2 separate regions of the Danio rerio genome follow, and region 2 is linked to region 1. Evidence: chromatin contacts called from public HiCAR-type data. All regions are on one chromosome and are shown on one strand. Each heading gives the region's core, a stretch centred on a gene start, on an enhancer-like site or on the middle of the called end of the contact. The rest is flanking DNA. Distances are from core to core; before and after follow the strand shown.

Region 1 (7,109 bases), core at 3,109-5,608:
CTAACATTGTCTTAACTGATGCTCAACACATACAAATCTGTTAAAATCTCAAAAAATACTCAAGGTTTTCTTAAACCTTTAATAGTGGGACTAGCTGTTAAAATGCGCTGGCCAGATGGATTTAAACTTTGTTGTTGATCATTTTAAATTTTGTTTTGCAGGAAAAAAATTATAAAGCAGATATCACTCTGCAGCCCAAGACCAGTTACTCACTGAAGCTAAGCAGGGCTGAGCCTGGTCAGTACCTGGCTGGGAGACCACATGGGAAAACTAGGTTGTTGTTGGAAGTGGTGATAGGGAGGCTAGGACGGGGCGCTCAACCAGTGATTTGTGTGAGTCCTAATGCCCCAGTAAAAGTGAAGGGGACCCTATACTTTCAGTGTGCGACGTCTTTCAAATGAGACAATAAACCGAGGTTCTGATTCTCATGGGTCATTAAAAATCCCATGGTACTTCTCGTAAAGAGTAGGGGTGTAACCCCAGAGTCCTGGCCAAAGTCCCTCAATCGGCACTTAGGATCATGGCCTCCCAATCATCCCCATCCACTCAATTGGCTCTATCACTGTCTCTCTACTCCACCAATATCTGGTGTGTGGTGAACGCACTGGCACCATTGTCCTGTGGCTGCCGTCGCATCATCCAAGTGGATGCCACACACTGGTGGTGGTGTGGAGAGACCCCCCCCTCATGATTGTGAAGCGCTTTGGGTGTATGGCCATACACGATAAAATGTGCTATATAAAAACATTACAATTACATTACAGAATATTCTCCTACCAATCCCAACACAGGGCTCGAAATTAACTTTTTTACTTGGTAGCACTGGTGCTCCCAAAAATAATAAGTTAGGAGCATCCCAAAAAATTTAGGAGCACCCATTTTCTTTTTAGTTATGCGCCGATCTTGATTCTTAATGGCCGATTTTGATTAGCACACGTACATCTCGGAGATGTCTATTTGACGTCTGCATTCACATCTGCAAGACATCTACAAGACGTTTCCTATCAGATGTGAAATAGCCTTCTATTAGACATCTTTAAGATGTTTGCGATTCAGAATGTGTGTAAAACTGACATCATACAGACGTCTTCAGCACTGTATACAGCAGGTGCTTTCCAGATCAAGAGATCTTTAACAGACATCTTGCAGACGTATACAGACACAAAATATCTAATACAATGGTATTTCAACCTTTATAACATTAAAAGGGATAAATCAAGTATATAATTTCTTATATTAGTTTTACTTAATTGTTTAGATTTTTAAAAGGCACATTAACTTCTTTCACATTTACACATGGATCGATAATTGCAATAATTTGACCATAAACAGCTGAAAAAATTTATTGGAAATAAAAATTCATTCTGTCACAAGGGGGCGCTTTAGGAGCGCTGAAATATTACGGTTTCCCTAGTAATGACTGTACACAAATCAGCATTATATGCGACCAAAATGGTCGCAATTTCGAGCCCTGCAACATATTCACTTTTTTTTCATTTGTTGAAATAAATATGCATTTGTAACAATCTATGAACAATCTACAAATACAAATTGTGGAAATAGATCTCAGCAAAACTCTTTGCCTTATAGTTAGAGATGCTAGTTTTGTGAATTTTCTATTTCATGCCCAGTTAAATTGTTAAAAAAGACTGGAATACAGACTTACCCTTCAGGTTCATTGCTGAGTTGGTCACAGAAGAGCTGAATACTTTCCCAGTCAGTTTCTCGATTTAAAGGGTTGGTTGCTTTGTCTAGAGGTAACAGAGAACGGTAAAACAAAAGCATCAGAAAAATCGGACCTAAAACCTTGGGGTGCAACGATATTTAAACAAAAGGAAAAAAAACACAATGCCCGGGCGCGGTTTGGTTGGCTGCAGATCAGGAGCAGTGGAGACTGAAGAACACTTCCTGCTCCACTGTGATAAATATACAGAATTACGAGACTCACTGTATAAACAAATAGTCCTGAATACTCCTCAGTACCTGACTAAATATTGTAGTGATATTACTGTAAACTTGACCAACTCTTTCATGTGTACAATCACACCAGTGTTATGACATTAGAGCGCACGTCATTAGCTGCTCAAACTCAAATCTGCTGGCTCGTGCTGAAGATAGAAAGAGGAGCGGAGTGCCTGTCTTAAATCACAATTAATGAGAGTTTTCAATCAAATAAAGTTTATTTTAGGTTTCAGACATTCAAATACACAAAACTACAAGCAAAACATAACATTGTAAAATACATGCGAATCTCTTCTTTCACGGACAATCTCTGCCTCACATTCAGTCTGTCTCGTGCATCTGTTGCACTCTTTCTGCACCCTAGTCCTCCAAGGCATGAGAGAATTTGACAATAAATGCTTCTAAAGGCTGGTTTATACTTGACGTGTTGGCTAGTTCACTTGGGTGCATGTGGCGAATGTGACACCACTGTGTTGGCAGATATTTGCTTTGAGTGCGTGAGACATAATTTTAAGTTTGCAGCGTACACATTATTTTTTTAACTCTGCGCACAGCGCCATATCGAAAGATGCACAACTTGAAGCTAGGGGCTGAACGACTTCAGACTTTTGGAAGTTGGCTCTGATGTTATTAATGTTGAGTCGACAAGAGGCTGATGACATCATCAATAAAACAAGACGCAAATATTTTGCAACATGCCACAACTTGTCACATTTAAATGCATCCAAATACAATCACAAAAGCTAAAGTATGAAAAACTAATCTGAGTTTCTTGCAAATCCTACATATATAGTTTGGTTTATAATCTGTGCTCAACAATAATATATGAATAAAAGAATTAAATTAGATATTCTACATTGTGCATGTCAATTAAACTTTCAAAACAGCATGGCTGTCTTTGTTCATGTTCACAAATTCAAAACACAAAAAGTTACTTCACATTCTGTCACAAAATTTTAATATCCAGCAAACGAATAAATGAACAATATTAAGAAAGTGTAGTCAAAACACTGAGTTTATCCAAACACACAACCTGTTTTTATGCATCATATGGTGATGCAGACGTCTCCAAAACCCAACAGATGGACAAATCTAAACTAGTATATATAAATATAAATCTGAGGGTGACGCGGTGGCGCAGTAGGTAGTGCTATCGCCTCACAGCAAGAAGGTCGCTGATTCGAGCCTCAGCTGTTTCTGTATGGAGTTTGCATGTTCTCCCCATGTTCACGTGGATTTCCTCCGGGTGCTCTGGTTAAACCCAGTCCAAAGACATGCGGTGCAGGTGAATTGGGTAAGCTGAATTGTCCATAGTGTTTGAGTGTAAATGAGTGTGTGTGGGTGTGTCCCAGAGATGGGTTGCAGCTGAAAGGGCATCCGCTGCGTAAAACAAATGCTGGATCAGTTGGCAGTTCATTCCACTGTGGCGACCCCAGATTAAAAAGAGACTAAGCCGGAAAAAAATATATACATTTGTCAATAATCTACCCAGGTAGATCACATAGCCCGCTTTTTGGAATACCCCTGAATCTGCTCCAAGTTTACAAATTAGGGAAAGCATGAATTGCAGTGCATTAGAGTTAGCTCATCAAACAATTGGATTCTCACTAGAATGTGTATTGTGTGGCCTTTGTATTCTAGAACAGTGGATTATCTGAATGTGATTAGCTAAACTGTACAATTAATTATGATCTAATGCTTGCTGAATTCAGCAACTTTTTAGTGGATAAAATAATAAGTGTAACGTTAAATCTATTATGTAAATATGCTTGATGTTGTGTCCAATACCGTTATTAAGAGAGCTGGAGTATTTTAAACACGTTTTATTAGTATGCAGAGTGAAAAACAACATACCGACAATTATATTAGTGTTTTGGAAGCTAATTAATGAAATAAAAATCATAGCATGATAGGTAGCAGTGTGAAAATATAACGCGAATAACGACTTTACTTGCAGAGAAATATTGTCTTTAAATATCTTTACATTTAACGTTTTATTAATCGTCTATATCTGCTTTCTTATAGACAACTCCCTTTTGACTTACAAAGTAATTGTTAGCTCTTTCAACAACTCTCCTTTGCCTATTTCGAACACACGTGCACACATACACAACAATATGTTAGACTAAAAACAACCGTTTCAGAAAGTCAACTAACGTCAACGCTATATCGGCGTTAGCATGCTAATAACTCCCTATCAACAACACCACGACACTCCGCATCCGCATTCAGCAAAGTGCTTCAACCGAGACATCATCTTAGGTTAAAGGATCTCACTGATATTCCCACTGTCACACTAGAAAGTACTAAAAATCTACTTTAGATGTGTTTGACTTACTGATGCGGGACTCTAAGCTCTGCTCGTCAGGCGGAGCCGCCATCTTCACCCGAGATCACAAGACCACGATCTCGCGATGAAACACGTGATGACTGACTACATACTTCATTTTTCATTTTTATGCAGTGACATTGAACCAGGAGACCTGTTTATATGTATGAATTATATATTAAATTAAAGTTATATAAAACTTAGCCATGTTGTGTGACTAGTACTAAAGTCTAAATGTGTCTGAGAGTCTGTTAACATTTCTTGCAATAAGAGTTAACTTACATGTCAATTTTGGACAGAAACACTTTTCATTTATGAAAGCAGACAGAAAATCTTGTTTTTGTTGTTGTTGTTGTTTTTACATTCAAATATTGTTTAAAACAAACCTGTTGCACAGTACATGCCATTTCCATCACAAAGCGTAATGTCTCTTTAAAATGTGAACAATATTGTTCAGGTGATTTATATGGAAATGTATAGTGACATCTGACTACAAGCTGAACATGGATGAAAACTCAAGGTTATATTGCTTGATTAGTTTATATATCTATTTATTTTACATAATTTTCGAACAAGCACTACCTTCAAGTTTAAAGTATTTTGCATACATGAAATGTTGAAAGCAATCATTGAAGTTTGAAAGTAATCTTCTATTTTCTCACAATAAACTGTAGAAATGTAACAATCACCACGCTGCCATCTGTGGAAATAACATTTATTGTTACACAAGCCTCTGTGTAATATTATTTAATATATTACAATGCTATTGTAACCCCGCCGGTCCTACACCACCCAACCCGCCCGAGTTGGGATCGAACCGGCGACCTTCCGCATGGGAGTCGATTGCTCTAACAAGAAGGCTAAAGACCATGGACTCTATTGTCTGTCGCTAGAGCACCTTTAGAAATCAGAGGAGTGAGGTTTACCTGCACAGCACCTACTAGCTGGCCTCCATTACATTCACCCCCCTAAAATTCACTCCCATCCGGGTCATGGCACCAATGTGACCCCGCCGGTCCTACACCACCCAACCCACCCCGAGCTGGGATCGAACTGGCAACCTTCCGCTTGGGAGTGGGTTGCTCTAATAAGGAGGCTAAAGACCATGGCTTCTTGCATCTGTCGCTAGAGTACCTTTAGAGGTCAGAGGAGTGAGGTTTATCTGCACAGCACCTACTAGCTGGCCTCCATTACACTCTTCATTCATTCATTTTCTTTTTGGCTTAGTCCCTTTATTAATCTGGGGTCACCACATCTCTGGGAAACATCCACACACACTCATTTACACACATACACTAAAGACAATTTAGCCTACCCGATTTAACTGTATCACATGTCTTTGGACTGTGGGGGAAACCAAAGCACCCGGAGGAAACCTACACGAACGCAGGGAGAACATGCACACTCCACACAGAAACGGTAACTGAACCAGCCAAGGTTCGAACCAGCGACCTTTTTGCTGGAAGGTGTCAGCACTACCTACTGCGCCACCGATTCGTCCAATGCTATTCATATTTTTATTAGAATATGTTTTCATATTTATATTGCAATTCCATATATTGTAATTCCAAAAAAGGTTGGGACATCTTATGAAATGAAATCAAGAGTTTGTAATTTGTTAATTCTTTAACTGCTGAAAAAAACAGCATATGCTGGTAAGGTATTTTTGATGATCGTCTGCTGGTCCATCTGGTCTCGACGCTGGTCTTGCTGGTTTTTAATGCGGGTTATGCGGGTTATGCTGGATTGCGAAAGAAAGCCACGCGAGAGTCAATGGCGGTCCTAGTATCTGTGGGCCCGGGCAGGGACCACTTGTACTTTTAGGGGGCACACTTTAACATACATCACAAACTACTTAAACAATAATTCAAAGTCTTTTTCATGAATCACTCTGCAGTCTTCATAAACAAGCTAAATAAATTCCTTAAACTAAAAATAATTGTCCATGTTTATTTGACAAGGAACTTTGTATTGTAGTAGGATAACACATTCACAATGAAATATATGAAGGCACATTTTTGCGCCTGTAAACTTTAACAGATACAGTTGAAGCCATTTTTTGCCCTCCTGTTAGTTTAATATAATGTTTTCCAAGTGCTCTTTAACAAACAAATACATTTTCATAGTATTTCCTATAAAACTAAAATAATTCTTTTAGAGTCATAAGTCTTATTTCTTATAGTTTGTCTTGAATAAAAGCAGTTTTAGATTTTTAAAAAACAATTTGAGGTTAGTGTTATTGTCCTCCTAAAGAAATATTTCTATTTTTTGATTGTCTACACAACAAACCAGTTATACAATAACTTGACTAATTATTCTAACTTTCCTAGATAACATATCCTAATTAAGTCTTTAAATTACACTTTAATCTGAATAAATAATCTTGCAAAATAACTAGCAAAATATTTTGCACTCACGGTCACAATGGGTAAGAAAAAAAAGTAGTTATTAGAAATTTGTTTATTAAACTATCAAGGCACCGGCCCCCTCTGGCCACTGGAGAGAATTGTCAAACAAATCAAAAGACACATTTATCAATAAAAAATAAATGTAGGCCTTTTATAAACTAACATGGATACCACAAGAGCAGTAGCCGGTGCAACTCATTCCCCTTTTGCCTGGAGAAAAGCAGGTTACAAAACCTCCTGGTCTGTGTCGACTTGAAATGAGCCATCCTCCAGTGTGTCAACTTGAGCCGCGAGCAAAATAACCGGAGGACAAAATTGAATTTCAGAGACAATGGCATAGTGTAGATAGAAGTTTCAGTCAATAATACTAGGCTGCAATTTACCCAGTTAACTCAAGGTTAAATACATAT
Region 2 (7,109 bases), core at 2,794-5,293, 210 kb after region 1:
AAAAAATAGGAGCTGCTCACGCATCACTCATGTGTTTTGCAACAGGTGTTGTGCTGAGAAAAGCACCCTTATTATTTAGGCCAAGTGCAAATAGCACACCTCGTTGGAATAAGCTAGTTGAATGATTCCTGCTCATCACTGTTTGATTGACAGAGACAACATAACTAATGAGAGCGACAAATAGCAGTTTGAGTGGGATAGCTTGATAAGCACATGGCATTATGTTTTGACATGATCGATTATGAACCCAGTTTGAATCCAGCATCTGATGAACACATTCCCCCACTACATATCAGATTTTGCCTACTCTTCATCACGAGGAAGACAAGTAGGAATCATTAATAAGTGTTTGTATTATGGTAGTCTCAGATTCTTAGAACTGGATTGGATTGGTGTTTTATCCAATATACATATAAGTTTGTAGAAGTTATACATTAAAATACCCTTAAATATAAATTTAAGTACTGCTTCTGTGAACTTGAACATGTACATTAAAATCCATTAATTTTCACTAGTTGTATCAATATATATATTTTTTTAAAGTGTGCCTTAAATTTTTACTATATATAATTTTTTTTTTTTAATTCGTACAATGCATTAACGATTCATTTCATTTAAAAAATATTGAATTAATCATATCTTTAAATTCAATTATAGGGGTGCGGGCAGCTAGGGAGGCTCCAAGACATTGTGCTCAGGGGCCTCTGAATTCTTTATGGGCCTGCCTTTCAAGGACTTTCATTTAGATTCTCAGTCTACATGAAAACCAAAGGCCATAATTGATAAAAAAAGGTAATATGATTATTATATTGATGGATAAAGCAAAAACAATAAATTAGACGCATTTGTAAGAAAAGAGTTCACTCTCATTAGTGTCATAATGATGTTATTAAAAAATTATCAATTTAAGTTAATAGTTGCACATTTCAGAGGGGCTGCGTTTTATGACAGAGGTAACAGCCTTTAATGTATAGATGCGTAGTGAGTTTTGGAAATAAACAAAATTAAAGTTTAACTAATATGATGATGATCTTATTTTGAATAGCATATCTCCAGATAGATTTTTTTTTGTATAAAGCAGAAAAGAGGGATGAGGTCAGGCAGTTTAGACTTAATAAACCTAATTCTTGGCCATAAGTAGGCCCACACAGAATCTGCACGCTCAGAATTCCACAGATTTTTTGCCCAATATTGATTGTGTTTATTTACTTTTGTAAATGTGTGTAAATTTATATTCATTCAGTTTTTTTTTATTCATTACAGTAATAATATTGACTAATATGAAAATATTCATCTGATTTATTTACAATACAGTTTGTAAGGTAACATTTTCTGTTTTTTAGTAGATATATGAGAGACTTGCTTTGTTTACCAAATAAAGTGGATGTAATTGGATTTGCATTGTAATCATTAAATAAAAGTGAAAAAGGATTACTTTTTTTCATAAATTACTTCTACAGACTAAGGGTTTCTTGTTTGACTGTTTACAGCATTTGCTGTTTATTTAAAATAAATTGTCGCTCGTATTTGGACTCCACATCTTTGTTCCAGTATGACAGAACAAACTGACCAGATTATGGATCCAGCGAGTGCATCAAAACTCTAAGATTGTTTGAACACAGCATGTCACACACTGACCGACAGGATGAGCAGGCCACCAACCCTTCGAGCCCTAGTTATTCAGGTGTCTGAACTCATCATGCAGATTCATCGAATCCAGGGTGAGGTGTTCCAGCCTCAGCCAACACATGTGGAGCCCAGATGGGTTTCACTTGGGCTGATAATTTTGTCTTCAGGTTTCATAGTGGTCCCACATGTGTTAGCCCAGGTGGGTTAATGGCCCTTGATGAACACCATTGGATCTTGGAAAATCCACGAGGGACTCATTTAAAACTGCTTACATAGGTTTATGATGGGGCTCAGGTGGGTTTTATAAAAGACTCTTAGGGGCTGTATATAGGTTAACATAGTTGTTTGTTTTGGTTACCTTATTTTACATTAATTTATTAATTTTCCTTCGTCTTAGTGCCTCATTTAACAAGGGTCACCACGGCAGAAAGAACTGCCAACTAGAGGTCTGCATTCCCGTGGCTGTACCGCGGGAGTCGCGGGACCCGACCACATTTCTGTGGCATAGGAATATTTTTATTATAATAATATAATAAAGCATTGGGAGCGGTCGGTAACGGGTTTAATTTTGGACAGTAGCGGGCGGTTCAACAATATTGCTACCGGCTCCCCACTCCCGAGCATGCGCATGTATATGTGTGAAAGAGCCAGCATGATGCTGCGTTTAGCTTGTTTGTTGCTGTCTATGTGTGCATGCGAATGAGAGCGAGAGCTTTGTGCTCTCTCTCTCTCTCTCTCTCTCTCTGTGTGTGTGTGTGTGTGAATGAAAGAGAGCGTGATGCTGTCTGTGTGTGTCACTTGCTTGTACGTGTGTTTGTGTATGTGTGTTTATACAGACAGCGTGTTATAGGCTGTCTGTTCTCAGCTGGGTGGTTTTCAGTTTTGTTTCCCCCCCGTCCGTTTGCAGGAACAGGCGCGGCGGGTAGAAAACAGAGCAGGTCGGGCAGCGGGATAACAAATGCTGAATATAAGCGGGAGCGGTCGGGTTCAGGCTAAAACCTGGCTGGTGCGGGCGGGAGCGGGATTCAAAATTTAGTCCCACGCAGATCTCTACTGCCAACTTTTCCAGCATATGTTTTACGCAGCAGATGCCCTTCCAGCCGCAACCCAGTACTGGGGAACATCCATACACTCTCACATTCACACTATGGTCATTTTAATTAATCTAAATCACCCATAACACATGTCTTTGGACTGTGGGGGAAAACAAAGCACCCAGAGGAAACCCACATGAACACGGGGAGAACATGCAAACTCCACACAGAAATGCCAACTGGTTCAGCTGCAACTGGAACCAGGTACCTTCTTGCTGTGAGGTGACTACCACTGTGTGTGCTAACCACTGCCACCATGCCACCCTTTATTTTACAGTAAAGCCCTAAACAATAGTATTACGTTTAACCCACTAAAGTACAGTAAAATGTAAATGTATTACTACTTCAATGAGAAAAAGACTGGTAGGCCATGCTTTTATTTAATGAAACATTTTCACAATGTTAGTTCAGCTTAGTGCATTAACTAATGTTAACAAGCTCAATTTTTGTATTTTAATAATGTATTGGTAAATGTTGAACTATTCAATTCAATTCATGTTTATTTATAGCCTATAGTGCTGTACAATGTAGATTGTGTTAAAGCAGCTTAACACAGAAGTTCTAGTAAATTGAAACTGTGTCAGTCCAATTTTCAGTTAAAGTTCAGTTCAGTGTGTTTTAAATTTTACTGCTGAACGTCCAAACACTGAAGAGCAAATCCATCCAGTTCCACAAGTCCCAACCAAGCAAGCCAGTGGTGACATGAATAATAAACTATGATTAAAATGCTGTACAAGATTATGCATAGCCTAATGTTTAATATATATATATATATATATATATATATATATATATATATATATATATATATATATATATATATATATATATATATATATATATATATAATGAAATAATGGAATATTATACTAAAGTGTTGTTACCTTTATGTCTTGAATGTGAAGCTTCATTCAAGATACATTTTTCACTTTTGACTTTGGTCTATCAGCGACGCATGAAAGGGTTTTTAAAGATTTTGACTGCAACAAAAGGTTCACACGGGGAGGGGGGGTGTGATATTATCATATTGAGGATAATCTAAACTACTAGAAAAGTATTTACTGCAAAGTGGTGGAATCTTCAAAAGAAACTTTTACTTTGCAGCTGTTTTAAATGTGCTATTAAGAGCGTTGAACCCGTTTGAAACCAAAATCCCTTATTATAATCCTTTTCTGCCCTCTTGAGGTTGAAAGATACACATGCAGTCCATTTCCTTCCAGTTATGTCTGACTTCTCGAGAAGTTGAGGTACACGTCAGAAAAGAACCTGTACTTGTGAGCGGACGTGTACAGTGACCTCAGCAGTTTGTGCGTATCAGCTGACATACATAAAGGCGAGAAGACATGGAACGCGGTAAGACTTGCCGAAAAGCCGCACTCTTTAAATGGGATGGAATCTATCGATTGTGTTACTCAATCTGACTTTATAATATAAATATATTTAAAACGACTGAATAGAATTAAACTCACTATCACCATTCTTGAAAAAAGAGTCATTGTAAGCTGCTACAGATTTTCTTTAGCGCGTGTTTTGCATTGCATTGGAATGCTAATCGACGTCTGGGTTGTTGGGGGTAATCAATAAAGCGCCATGAAATAATAATTTAAAAAATTAGAATCAATAGAAGCACAAAAGAAAAACGATTAAGCTTATGACAAATATAGGGGTGGTTATTCAGAAAATAAAAATCCATCAATTAAATAAATGAATGAATTAAAAGTATGATGGACAGAAACAAAACAAAAATGTATACAAATTTACACACATTTTAATTTTATATTTACTGTATATTAGCATGTACATATGTCAAATTGAAAATCCTAATAATGTTAAAGGAAGTTAACACATTCAAAATGTTTGAAAGGTGCCCAAAGTTTTTGACATCTGTCTGCTCATATGCAGGTTTCTCTCTTGCAGGACCATCTTCTAATCCTCGTAAACGACAGGTGCGATTTTCAGCACGTCATGACATCCTGCTCCTCCGTGAAGTGATAGCACAGAATCCTTTCACTTCTAAAGAGTCAGGCCGGATCTGGGCAAGGGTGGGTGAAATTATTACTGCAACACTGCAGGATGAAAGCTTTGAAGTGGATGGACGCAGATGCAGAGAGAGGACCATGCTGCTACTTGATTATTACAAAAAACAGGACTTTGCTAGTCTGCGCAGGTTAGAAGAGATCACATTATTTTATAAGCTGCAATAAGTTTTTTTTCTGCTGAAATGTAAAGTGTAATAAATAATAAATAAAAAAGAACAAAAATAGTTCTGGTTTAAGGACATAACAGAAAGCTCAATAGCTCAAATACTGCATAAAATGTTTTAAGAAAAAAGATTTAGGTTTATTATTAGTGAAATTTGTGGGTCACATTTCATTTCAAGGTTCTTAAAAATATCTCAAATAAATTAAATAAACACACATACTTTGTAAGTACTACCAAACAGCCAATATTTTAACAATAGGCAGGTAATAAGTCATTATTTAGGTGTGAAAATTGGTCCTTTCACTAAATTGTTACCAAATGGCTTATCGTCAAGTTGTTACAAAGCCCTGAGACCTATGTTCATCCTCTAAATACAAATGAAGATATTTTAGATGAAATCTGACAGTAGCCACATCCTTCATAGCAGAAGAAAATCCTTAAAAGAGTCCACATGCATTCAGTGGTTCAATCAGAGAATTCTCAAGCTATGAGAATACTTTTGTGCACACATAAAGCAAAACCCCGACCCCCTACCTAGGGAGGTGTTCCATCCATGGGGGCCTTGGAGAAGACCCAGGACACGGTGGATGGACTATGTCTCTTGGCTGGACTGGGAACACCTTGGGAACCCCCCCGGAGGAGCTGGCTGGAGGAAGAGCCTGGGGAGAGGAAAGTCTGGGGTTTTCTCCTGCTGTACCAATGACCCGGCCTTGGAAAGCATTGAAAATTAATGAATAAAGCCAAAATTACTATTTTATTTAACAGTTGATGTATATGCCAGAAATCCACATAGACAACATTCTGTGTTTGAAAACAAAGCATAGGCACGTATGAGGTATACATAAGCAGTATAGCATGCATAAAAAGCATAGTGCTCTTGTAAATACACACTCTGTACTTACACTTAGAAGAATTTTTTTTAAATAAAGTCATTATTTTTGTTTTATGTGTAAAGAAAAAAATTCTCATAGCTTCATGATAATCCAATTGATACACTGGAGGCATATGGTCTGTTTTGAGGATGTTTCTTTTGTATTTATTTGGACTGAATGAGCCGAGACCGTTGCTGTCTAAGTAGGATGAGGGAGCTGTCAGATTTCATCTAAAATATCCTCATTTGTTTTTTGAAGATGAATGAAGGTCTCAGAGGTTTGGGTGAGTCAATTGATAAAATTAATTTTTATATCTGGCTAAACTAACCTTTTAATAGGGCCTGATTTGTTGGTATGCAGGTTTGGTACGGAGCGTCTCTATGCACAAAAAGAAGACCTGTTGCATGAAGTGCTAGAGTTGGAGGCAGAGAAGAACCTTCTGACAAGTGGAGAAAGTAAATATCATGATGAAGAGCTCAGAAAGAGAGCACTGGAGGAATTATCATTGCCAGAGCCTGACAAAACAGCTTCGTTGTCAGTTACAACAGCTCCGACCACTGGTAAGAAATTCTTAGTTAAGAAATTATTATAAAAAATGGCCACACACTCACCACCCACTTAAAACTTAATATATCTATTCAACTACTTAGTGAGTAGTCCGAAAGACATCCCAGGGATAACTCAAAGCTTTGTAAATGAATAACAGAATTTGGTAGGAAACTCTAAAACAAATTAGTTGTCAATGTCGAAAGCGTAGAACAGCTGTAATATGGTAATAATATGGTAGTATATGGTAAAGGGTGGGGTGAGGTGGTGTCTGTTTCTACTATGCGTGCATTCGAATGGCTTAAATGCAGACCCAAATTCCCTATTCCTTCACAAACTAAGTATTTACTACAAGTAAGAGAAAATTTGTAGTATAACTATAAGTGGACTTGTACATATATAACTTGTGCACTTAAGGTTTGCTACTGTTACATTTAAAATCATACTTTTATATACTATTCCTTGTCTTACTAAACAAGGAAATATTGACTTTTCTTTGCTTCTGCACCCCTAAAAGAGCTAGGCTTTACTCTTACAATTCTACAATTAAAATTCTAAAAATCAGTGTCTGCACAAGTTAATTAATAGGATTTAAAACTTTGAGCATGTTGCATAATGGTTATTGCTTTTGTTGCATAAAAGTTGTGCTTTTAGTTTCATAGGTAAATACAATTAAACACAAACAGTTTTAAAGCAGGATAAAGCATCATATGAGCTCTATTCACATTGTATTGTGACACATAAAAAAATAAACAACAATCTCTAG

Evidence for each region. HiCAR-type assays count read pairs that join an accessible place to other places.
Region 2: a contact with region 1 is called in a HiCAR-type map of caudal fin, with 8 times the contacts expected there. The contact joins the promoter of si:dkey-45d16.4 here to the promoter of gga1 in region 1. A contact is called at or near these places in 2 of 4 datasets of contacts at active chromatin or transcription factors (caudal fin and embryo).

The regions. Positions count from the first base shown.
Region 1 is chr6:20,579,185-20,586,293 of GRCz12tu, forward strand. gga1 (golgi-associated, gamma adaptin ear containing, ARF binding protein 1) reads right to left here and starts at 4,359. Exons shown (of 17, transcript NM_001004000.2): 1 at 4,301-4,359; 2 at 1,667-1,751. The coding sequence starts at 4,343.
Region 2 is chr6:20,791,825-20,798,933 of GRCz12tu, forward strand. si:dkey-45d16.4 reads left to right here and starts at 4,044. Exons shown (of 6, transcript XM_073954051.1): 1 at 4,044-4,076; 2 at 4,641-4,890; 3 at 6,158-6,357. The coding sequence starts at 4,067.